Linked DNA regions of Sus scrofa: region 2 is linked to region 1. A link is a contact called in public Hi-C data. All regions are on one chromosome and are shown on one strand. The core of a region is the stretch at or near the end of the contact, and the rest is flanking DNA. Distances in the headings are between cores, read along the strand shown. Region 1 overlaps EDEM2 (ER degradation-enhancing alpha-mannosidase-like protein 2). Region 2 overlaps MMP24 (matrix metalloproteinase-24).

Region 1 (5,259 bases), core at 1,107-3,606:
GAGAAAAATTAATGCCTTTAACCACACAGTAACAAATCCTTCTGCAAATGAGACAGCTTTCAATTCCTGGCTTTCAAAAAATTGAAAGAGGAACTGGTCAAATTGTCAGCAGAGAGAGCGCTTTAAAAAAAAAATTTTTTTTTTTTTGGCTGCACCCATGACATGCGGAAGTTACCAGGCCAGGGACTGAACTCGAGCCACATCAGTGACAACAAGTCCTTAACCGCTAGGCCACCAAGGAAGTCCTTAAAAATATTTTTGATGATAGACCATTATGTGATTTTTTTAACCATATAAAGACTGAACCACATAATACTGCTACTTTTTCAGGTCAAAAATGGTTCAATATTGGCAATTTTATATGGTTCAATCTACTAACTCACTGATTTCAAAGAATTGAATGGTACTGCAATAATCAAACTCCTTGCAGCTCCATCTATTTATTTATGTGCATTGGCTCCTAGGCACTTGCATCTAAAAAAATGAAAAGCAGGAATAAAATTGATGCCTAATCATGCCCTGTTTTAGCAACATGTATTATTCATGCACAAATACACAAACTGCTTAAAAATTTTAAAAGCCCCAAAAATCTCATTTAAGAAATGCACTTCAAATAAAATTGCTTTCAGGTTTATTACCATAAAAAATTATAAGCTATAGGGAGTTCCTGACTTGGCTCAGAGGAAAATTAATCCCCCAACTAGTATCCATGAGGATGAGGGTTTTTGATCCCTGGCCTTGCTCATTGGGTTAAGGATCTGACATTACCATGTGCTCAGGGTGCAGGTTGCAGACTCGGCCTGGATCCCTAGTTGCTGTGGCTGTGGCACAGGCCAGCAGCTGTGGCTCTGATTTGACCCCTAGCCTGGGAATTTCCATATGCCATGCCATATATATATAAATGCTATAAATGTTTTTAAATCACTTACATACTAATGGTAACTAAATCCAGAAGAAAAAAATTTAATACTCAGAGCCTATGGTCAGAGGAAATTTTAAAATATAAATTTCTGGAGTTCCCGTCATGGCGCAGTAGAAACGAATACAACTAGGAACCATGAGGTTGTGGGTTCAATCCCTGGCCTTGCTCAGTGGGTTAAGGATCCAGCATTACCATGAGCTGTAGTGTAGGCTGCAGGCATGCCTTAGATCTGGCATTCCTGTGGCTGTGGTGTAGGCTGGCAGCTATAGCTCCAATTCAACCCCTAGCCTGGGAACCTCCATATGCCAGGGTGCAGCCCTGAAAAGACAAAAAAAAAAAAAAAAAAAAGACATAAAATATAAATTTCTATGTAGGAACAAATTTTGTCACAGAGACATATAATAGGGTGATCAAGAAAATGCTTTTAGCATAAAATATAATAATTAATATAAAATCCTGTTGGGGTAGTAGAATGGAAATATGAGTTGAAGGAGAAAAAGGAATGGTATGCAACTATTTAAACTCATGATTTAAAATATACAAGGGGCTCTATAATTTTTCAAAATTCTTTAGAAGACAATCAATAAAATTTGAAGATCTTAGAAGATTTGGACCAATATTTAATATTATCTGTAAATTCTCTCTGAGCCTCTTTACATAAATATGTAAAATGAGAGGGTTGGCTAAAAGTATATAATGGGGAACTAGTTAAATAAATGTCCATACCTCTATTCAATGGAATATATGCAACTGTTTAAAAAAGCAAAATTGATATATATATATATGTATATATATATATGTGTATATATATATATATATATATCAATAAAGAATGAGGAGTTCCTGTCGTGGCTCAGTGGTCAACGAATCCGACTAGGAACCACGAGGTTGCAGATTCAATCCCTGCCCCCACTGAGCGTGTTAAGGATCCAGCGTTGCCATGAGCTATGGTATAGGTCGCGTTGCTGTTTCTCCGGCATAGGCTGGCTGCTCCAGCTCCGATTAGACCCCTAGCCTGGGAACCTCCATATGCTGTGGGTGCAGCCCTAGAAAAGGCAAAAAGACAAAAAAAAAAAAAAAGAGAGAATGATCTTCAAGATACATTCAGGGAAAAAGAATAAACAATATTCCTATTTATGTAAAGAAAAAAGGGGGAGATAAATATACATATAACTAAACAGATTTCTGGAAAGATATTCAGAAGCAGAAACCTGACAATAAGGGCTGGACTGGGGAGAGACTCTTGAGGGTGGAGGCCTGAGACTTATTTATCACTCTATTTCTTTTTGTGCTTTAAAAATATATCATCATCAACATGTTATTACCTTAGGATTAAAAAAAAAAAAAGTAGTTTACAAAAATATTTTAGGACACCCAGTGGGTAGATTAGATGGGCTCCAGGATCCCTTCCAGCTACAGCTCTATCACCCTGTGTAATGGAAAAACATAATGATGGCAAGCAGAGCAGCCCCAGATGCTCTCACACCCTTCCTCAGGCCGGCTGTCAAGAATGAGGAATGTGACAGAAATATCCAGTGGAGAAACGGTGGTTGCCAATGGCTATTACCACCCAGCCCAGAAAGATGCCGTCTGCTTTAAGTGGTACAACATTCCATAACAAACTGGAAGTTCAGTGCCTAACACTTTGAAGCTTCCCTTGGAAAATTTGGTTAGGCAGAACTGCAAATCTGTTTAATTCACTCTAAGCCTCTCTCCCATCCCAAGTCCGATCGCTTCTGACTGGCACGTCAGAATGGGCTTGCTTTGTTGGTTCCATAGAAAAATGACCACCCTCTCTGATCATTCCTACCTGAAGACCAGGCCAGTAGGCCTCCAGAGACTGGAAGACCGGCATGGACACAGTCCCCTTGTACATCTGCACCCACAGGTACCAGTCATCGAAGCGGGTGTAATTCCGAATGGCTTTGTTATACTCTGCAGAGGAATAAGATAATGGACACATCAATGATGTGGGAGACAAAAGGCAGGCTTTGTCAACAGACCTAAACATTTGAGAGACTCTAGGATGGCCTAGCCTCAACATAGACAAGGAGGCACAGAGGAAGGAGCACAGGTTCTGGAGTCAAACTTCCAGGCTCAAATTCCAGCTCCAAGGAGTTCCCTGCTGATCTGGTGGTAAGGACTCTGCTTTCACCACTGCAGCCTGGGGTTCAATCTCTGGTCTAGAAACTGAGATCCCACATCAAGCCCCAGCGTGCGATGGCCAAAAAAAAAAAAAAAAAAAAAAAAAGCCAGCTTCAGCTTTTCCACTTGCTAGCTGTGACCCTGGGCAAGTTTTTCCCTCTTAAGCCTCAGTCTTATTATCTATAAAGCGAGGAGAGTAATATTTTATACCTCATGGGATTGTGCAGTCATTTATTCACTTAACAATATTCACTGATCATCTTCTAGGTGTCAGGCACTTAGAAGATGATAAATAAGACAAAGTCCAGCCCTCAGGGAGCTTATATGCTAGAGGGGACTTGGACTTAAAATTCCCTCTTGATTGTAAATCTATGAGAGCTCGGGTTTTGTTTTGTTCATTGTGGGATGCCCAACACGAAGACAGTACATAATAAATATGCACAATATCATCTGAATGAACAAAGTATCAAATATACATGCAAATAAGTAAGACAATTTCAAATAGTGTTGTAAGGATTAAGTGAAAGAGTCTATGTTCAGTGCCTGGCACAGTACTTGACACATCAATGGTACTCAATAAATATTTGCTGAATAAACGAATGATAGCCATAATTATTATTAAGGGTCCAATAATTCCTCAATAGCATTATTACTATTGTCTGAGGACCTGGAGGGTAAAATGTTTTTATTCAGTAGGCATTAATCTACTAGCTACCTCCTACCAAGCACTGTGGGAAGTACAAAGACAAATGAGGCCTGGATGTCTCACTCAGTGGTCAGAGCTGTAATTGTTATGACAGTTGACTACAAGAAAGATGCTGAAGGCCCTAAATTCTGAGGAAGGATCAGGTTTTTTCCTGGGCAAAGTGACATTTAAACTAGGCCCTGAAGGGCGAACAATTTGGATACACAAAGGCAAAATAAAAGGTCTTCTGGGCAAAGGAAACACCACCAGCAATGGCCAGGAAATGAAAAAATCCAGGGCTGCATCCAGAGAAGCCAGCGTGGTACAGTTGGCTCTTGCAAGGAGGTACACAGAGGTGTGGTGGGCCTCCACTGGATGGTGTAAGTCCATGGTGGCTTTGGATGCAGACTCAGACTTTCAGAACTGATTCTGTAGCACCTGGGAGCAACTGAAAGTTTATAAAGAAACTCCATGTCAACAGGAAAAACCATGGGGAAAAGCCTTCTGACCCTGCCCTTTTTACCTAGGAACATGGCCATGAGCTTCTTATCCTGAAGAAGGATGGCTCCTTTCACCAGGTACTCAAAGTAAGAGTCCACGCCAGCCCCAATGCCCGCGTCCTGGGCCACCCACTTGCCAGTGAGCACGTCGATGTGGTTGCCAACCTGGGAGAGAGACATGTGGTCCCAAAGGAGGGCCCAAGACCAAACAAGGATCCCTCCACACCCTTGCCTCCTGAGATACAAGGCAGGCACCCTGGGACTTCCTGGGAGACAAGAAGGGTTGGGGGGCAAGGCTGGATTGTGGCCAGCTCTTTTGCATATCTGTATAGTGGGGGTGCATCTCATGCACATTTAGGACTTAATTATACACACTGGTCAGAAATTGAAATATTAACAATGACTTGGAGTGTCCATGACTTATCTGGAGTGAATGTGAGCTGGAAGATGAGAACGTGCCGTTCCCACAACCTGTCTCTGACTTCTCAGCCCCCAGCACATGTGTAATTCCAGTGTCTAAACACACAAAACATACTTCACGTATTTCCATAAATCGGCTCAGGAAGGACACCCAAGAAGCTGATAGAGTAGTTCCTTATAAGGAAAGGAACCGGGGGGCAGGGCGGGGGGTGGGGGAGAACTATCCATGAGGATACAGGTTCGATCCCTGGCCTGGCTCAGTGGGTTAAGGACTCAGTGTTGCTTCACGCTGTGGCATAGGTCGCAGATACAGTTCAGATCCAGTGCTGCTGTGGCTGTGGCGTAGGCCAGCAGCTGCAGCTCCAACTTGATCCCTGACCTGTGTTAGTTTGGGTCCTTTCAGGGGCAGACCCCCAGCAGGGAAGACAGGAAGTAGTTGATTTGGAAGGTGAGTCCCTGGAAACTGGCAGGGGTAGGGGGAAGTGAGGCGGGGCCATAAAGAGTGTTCCATCAGGCAAGTTACCCCAATGGGAACTGGAGCACCTTCCTGCTTGGCAGCTCTGGAGTCAGGGTCGAGCACAAGCCTC
Region 2 (5,259 bases), core at 1,893-4,392, 130 kb after region 1:
CCTCCAGGCACCCTCGGTCCTCATCGCTTTCCAGGGAGTCAAGCAGTGAAGTCAGCAGAATTCATTTAGCTCTGCTGGGGAGGGACCCCAGCCCTGGGCAAGGTGACAAGACAGAAAGAGTCATCAAGACCAGCCCTTCACAGGGGAGAGTCCTTCCACAGTTACTTTAGTGTCTCCTCCTGGGAGCTAGACCCAGCAGGGTAGTGAGGAAAGGAAAGTTCTGAGCCAAGTTCACATAGGAAGTGGCAGAAGAATAGAGAAGGAAACCAACATAACAGAAAGTTCCCAGGAAATTGTGCTCAATCCCTGGCTGAGTGTAATGTGGAAATTAAACAAGATAACATACAGGCACTCAATTAATCTTGAATGTCCTTCCAGAAGTGTCCTAGAGCCATTCCAGTTCATAGGGGTCTATGGCTGTGGTTATGAGCTGCATCCGGATTGTTCATGCTTGGTTTTTCCAGAGCAAAGTCCTAACTCATCCAAAGAAGACATTAACTTTCTCAAACTTAGGACTCTGAATTTTTAACAGTTGCCTCTGTTGGTTCTGCAGCAGATGGTCCAAAGACCACACCTGGGAAAAAGACTGAACATCTGGCACTGTTCTGTCATGGCTGCTGCCACCCTTATCTTGACCAACAGGGAGCTTTCCCTCAAGGAGCTCATAGTCCTGGGGCAGTAGAGAGTGTGCGCTCCCGGCTGAGATATAGGTTGGAAAGCCATCAGTGCCAGAAAGATGGTTCAGATATACTGCTGGGAGAGTGTGAAGGAAGCACTCACTGCCAGTTAGGGAAATCAAGGAAGACTTCCTGGAGGATGTGGCACTGAGCTGAACTTTGAAGAAGTAAGGCTGTTCCAGGTGGAGGAGACAGCACTGGCAAAAGAACAGAGGCAAAAGGAAATGCTATAACCTTTTGAGGGGGTTACAGGAATCAATGAGATGGAACTCACTGAAAATGGAGGTCCCAAGAGAAGCGAATGGAGCAGACAAGTTTCCACTGAGTAGCCAAGCAGACTGTTGGGTGCTTGCTAGGAGGCCCAAGGACTTGAGCTCCCAGCTCAAAGGAACGCTCCCTATTGAGGATGCTAGCCTTTCACACACCACTCAGCATGACCCTGCTAATTAACTGTGATAGTTCTATGCCTGGAGGCGATGTGAGTGCTTTAGGTACCTCTCCTCATTAATCTTCACCCCATTCTTATGATGAAGATACAATTATTCCCTTCATTTTACCGAGGAAGAGATTTAAAATGTCACACTGCTAAGGCATGACAGAGCCGGGATTCATGGCAGTCTAGCTCCCAGGGACCACACTTCTGACCACTCTGCCTCTCTGCCCCTAGTGGCCTCCTGCCCACTGAGCACGGGTCTTCTCCAGCCCTCTGCTTTCCCCTCACTCCAGGGAGTTCTCCTGCCCCTCCCCAGAGTAGCCCCCACTTATCAGGTCTCTTAGGCTTCTGTGCAGTAGGATGCCAACTCCCCAGCTCTCTGCCTTTTGGTCCCTAGAACAAACCCACAGGCCCCCTTCCTTCAAGGGCTTACTCCTGTTCTCCACAGAGATGCAACATTGAGGCTAACAGAGTAAAAGACACAGGCTGAGGACAAATATTTTGAGCTTTGCCAGGTGCTCAGCCCTAGCTCCCTGGTTCTCCACTGAGATCCCTGTCGATCCCTGAAGAAGGGTCTGTTCAGGAGACATAGGCCTGAACAGCTTGTCCTGGGTCGCAGAACAGGCCAGGAGCAGAGCCAGGACTGGACCCCGGGAAGCGGAGCTGCCTTCCGCTGGCTCAAGCAGCCGCCTTTGTTTGGGATGGAGCTCAGAGATGAGCTCACCCTTCCCTGCTGCCAGAGGGACCAGGACCTGAGGAAGGAACTGGGGGCGGCCTGGCCTCCTTATGCCAGCTTGCCCTGCCCCAGCAGAAGGCCAGCCCCAAGCTCTTGGCCAACCTTGCACTGGTCCTGCCCATCCCCCCTACACTGAAGGCACTGGTTGTGTCAGCCGAGCAAGCTGCAGGCATGCACCTGTGCGACCAGGTCTGCCCCTCAGGGCTCTTCTCTCTTCCCAAGACCTTAGCCAGGAGGGCCACACACAATTCCAGCCTTACCTGGCCCCATGGGGCCCTCAGCCGGGTTGGGTAGGACAGTTTTGCCTGTGACAATGGGGCTGGGAGTGGGCGTTAGGACTTCTGACCACCTCCTTGGCTCCTGGCAGCCTCCCCTGTACTTTGAGGTGGCAGGAATGGACTGAGACATGCTTTAGGGCTGGGCAGTGGAGGCAGGGCTCAGAGGGCCTTCAAATGCCAGAGGTCAAGGCAAACAGAAATCTATGATGGGACATACCAGAGTCAGGACTGTTGATTCAACAGCCTGACCAATCCTCCGCCCCTTGCATTTCTTTCCCAAAGCCAGGGTTACTTAATCCCCCCAATATCAGGCCTTGCCCTGTCCCAGGCCAGATCCAGAAGCTCAGGGGAGTTTCCAGAAGCTCGGAGAGTTTCTAGAAGCTCAGGCTTTAAGAGGATCTGGTTGGAGTTCCCATCGTGGCTCAGTGGTAACGAACCCAACTAGTATCTATGAGGACACGGGTTCAATCCCTGGTCTTGATCAGTTGGTTAAGGATCCAGCATTGCCATGAGCTGTGGTATGGGTCACAGACTTGGCTCAGGTCCTGCATTGCTACGGCTATGGCGTAGGCCGGCAGCTATAGCTCCAAGTCCACCCCTAGCCTGGGAACTTCCATATGCTGCGGGTACAGCCCTAAAAAGACCAAAAAAAGAGGATCTGGTGGCTGGAACTTCAAAGGCCTTGTGCTTCCTTTCTGGTGAATAGGTTTGTTTTAGTCCCCAAGCTTCTGTCTTATGCAAGGTAACAGCAGCAGCTGCACAGTGTCACGCCATTAATACCTACTGTCTTAGCCAATCCTCACACAGCCCTGTGAGGCAGGTGTGATTTCCCCATGGAACAGATGAGGAAACTGAGGCTCAGGGGGTAGACCTTCTGGCCAAATTCACAAAGCTGGTGGGGGGAGAGCTGGAAATGAACGAGGCCTGTCTTGTTCAAGGGCCCAGGCTCATGACTCCTATGACATGTGGCTGCCTCGGGATCCCGTGTCCCACTTTCAGCACCTGGACTTTGTTTTCACTCACATTTGAATCCGTGCCTTGGTCTTGGCCTTCGTTCAGTTCTTTCAGGACTGAGAGATGCCGCACGGCCGAGGCCCCGCCTGCCCCTGGGTCTCTGAAGATGACCACCAGCCCGCCACCCCCAGGATTCCCCTCTGCCCATCCCACTCCCTCCGCCTTGGTGCAGACCCTCATACTGGCATCCAGACAGACCCTAGTTATCTCCCTGCCTCTGGTCTCATCACCCTCTAATCCCTCCTCCCACTGCAGCCAGAGTGATTTCATCGTGTCACCACCCCCACTCCTGCTTAAACTCCCCACTGGTCAAAGAGCCAATCCAGATTTCTTTGCATGGCATCACAAGCCCTGCCTGCCAGCCTGGCTGACCTCATCTCCCTCTGGCCTTCCCCTCCTGCTTTGTTCCAGAGCCAAGTGGAATGAAACCGCGTGTCCCTGGATCTTGTTTACAGCATTCCCTCTGCCAGGAACGCCACCCTCAACCCGCTTCCTCTCCTACCCACTGAGTCCATTCTCCCAACTCATTGCTTATCTTTCGCAACCCAACTGAAGGCTCACCTTGATGAAGCTTTCCCTGAACATTTTCCTTCAAATTTTAATGGCTCCTCCCTGTGTGGAATCCTCTCTACCATTACTGACAGCTACTGAAGTGCCTGGAACACTAATTTCACTTAGTTTGTGTCTCTGTCCCTATCTGCCACTATATGGAGAGTTCTAGAAGGCAGGGATGTGTCTGATTTCTCTAAATGTCCCCGGCACAGGGCCTGGCACAAAGCTTTTGCTCGCATTTGCTGAAGTAAAGGACTAACTGGATGACACCTAAGTGGGTACCTCCCCCTCCCCTTCTCCACAGGGAATGACCTCTTCCTGGTGGCTGTGCATGAGCTGGGCCACGCGCTGGGACTGGAGCACTCCAATGACCCCAGCGCCATCATGGCACCCTTCTACCAGTACATGGAGACACACAACTTCAAGCTGCCTCAGGACGATCTCCAGGGCATCCAGAAGATCTACGGTGTGTGGCAGGGCAGACGGGCCACCGTTCCTTCCCTGGGGCTGGGCCATGACTGCCTGCCTGGGCGGGGAGGGGGCAGCTGCTCTGTCTCTGACCTCTGTCTGACCTTTAGAGACCTCTGATGTCTTTGCTTAAGCAGAGGGGGCAAGGCTGCTTACCCACACACACACATTTGGGTAACCTGGCAGGGCAGGTCTGAGCTGCAACTGGGAGAGACACCCGCTCCCTCTTCTCTATCCACCTCACCTTCCACACACCTCCTCTCACCTCCTGGGTTCACGTCAAGGGGTCCAACCTCTAGCTAAGAGATTCACGTATCTGCCTGAGTAATATGATACAATGCGATGGATATTATTACCAGAGCTTTTTTCTTAAACGCGAAAAGAGAAACTAGGTTGATATATCTTGATAAGATATGAGAAGGCTGCTACCCCGTTCTCAGTTCATAGTTCTGCAGGAAGTTCTTGTTTTTGTCAAGTCACTTGTGAGGGGAAGACCAGTTTACTTGAGCACATGCATGTCCACATAGCATGGCCCCCCCATGTGCAGCATGGGAGGAGGACCTCACAGAGGAGGTGGCCCCACCCAGAGCCTGGAGGATGGACAGGATATCCACAGGTGAAGCAGTGGAGGACTAGACTGGAAAGGGGGATGGAGGGGTGGGAACTGGAAGCTATTTTGAAAATGAAATGCACTGTATTTACTGACAGATTACAAATGAGTGTCAGGAGAAGGACTGCCCCAAAGTTCTTGGCTTTTGTAATTGTAGAGCAGCAGATTGACCTCTGTAGCTCAGAGATACAGGCTGGGATATTGATTTGGGATCTTTGGTGTCCTAAGGTAGTCATAGCAACATGCGGCTATTAAAATTTTAACTTCTATCAATTAGAAATAAAAGTTCAGGAGTTCCCGTCGTGGCTCAGTGGTTAACAAATCTGACTAGGAACCATGAGGTTGCGGGTTCGATCCCTGGCCTTGCTCAGTGGGTTGAAGATCCGGTGTTGCCGTGAGCTATGGTGTGGGTCACAGATGCGGCTCGGATCCCACATTGCTGTGGCTCTGGCGTAGGCCGGTGGCTATAGCTCTGATAGGACCCCTAGCCT

What was found. Hi-C and Micro-C count contacts between places; a contact is called where the count stands out from the background.
Region 2: a contact with region 1 is called in a Hi-C map of fibroblasts, with 2.8 times the contacts expected there. The contact joins two enhancer-like sites. A contact is called at or near these places in 4 of 47 Hi-C or Micro-C datasets (fetal heart ventricle, fibroblasts, heart right ventricle and 1 more).

What each region holds. Positions count from the first base shown.
Region 1 is chr17:38,494,750-38,500,008 of Sscrofa11.1, forward strand. EDEM2 (ER degradation-enhancing alpha-mannosidase-like protein 2) reads right to left here. Exons shown (of 11, transcript XM_003359958.5): 7 at 4,276-4,417; 8 at 2,733-2,857. Among named protein-coding and RNA genes, the nearest start is that of EDEM2, 18 kb to the right of the region's middle. Within about 2 kb of position 2,357, at least 1 of the 83 cell types and tissues checked has an H3K27ac peak or open chromatin away from gene starts, as enhancers often do.
Region 2 is chr17:38,620,974-38,626,232 of Sscrofa11.1, forward strand. MMP24 (matrix metalloproteinase-24) reads left to right here. Exons shown (of 10, transcript XM_021077693.1): 6 at 3,995-4,156. Among named protein-coding and RNA genes, the nearest start is that of EIF6, 20 kb to the right of the region's middle. Within about 2 kb of position 3,143, at least 11 of the 83 cell types and tissues checked have an H3K27ac peak or open chromatin away from gene starts, as enhancers often do.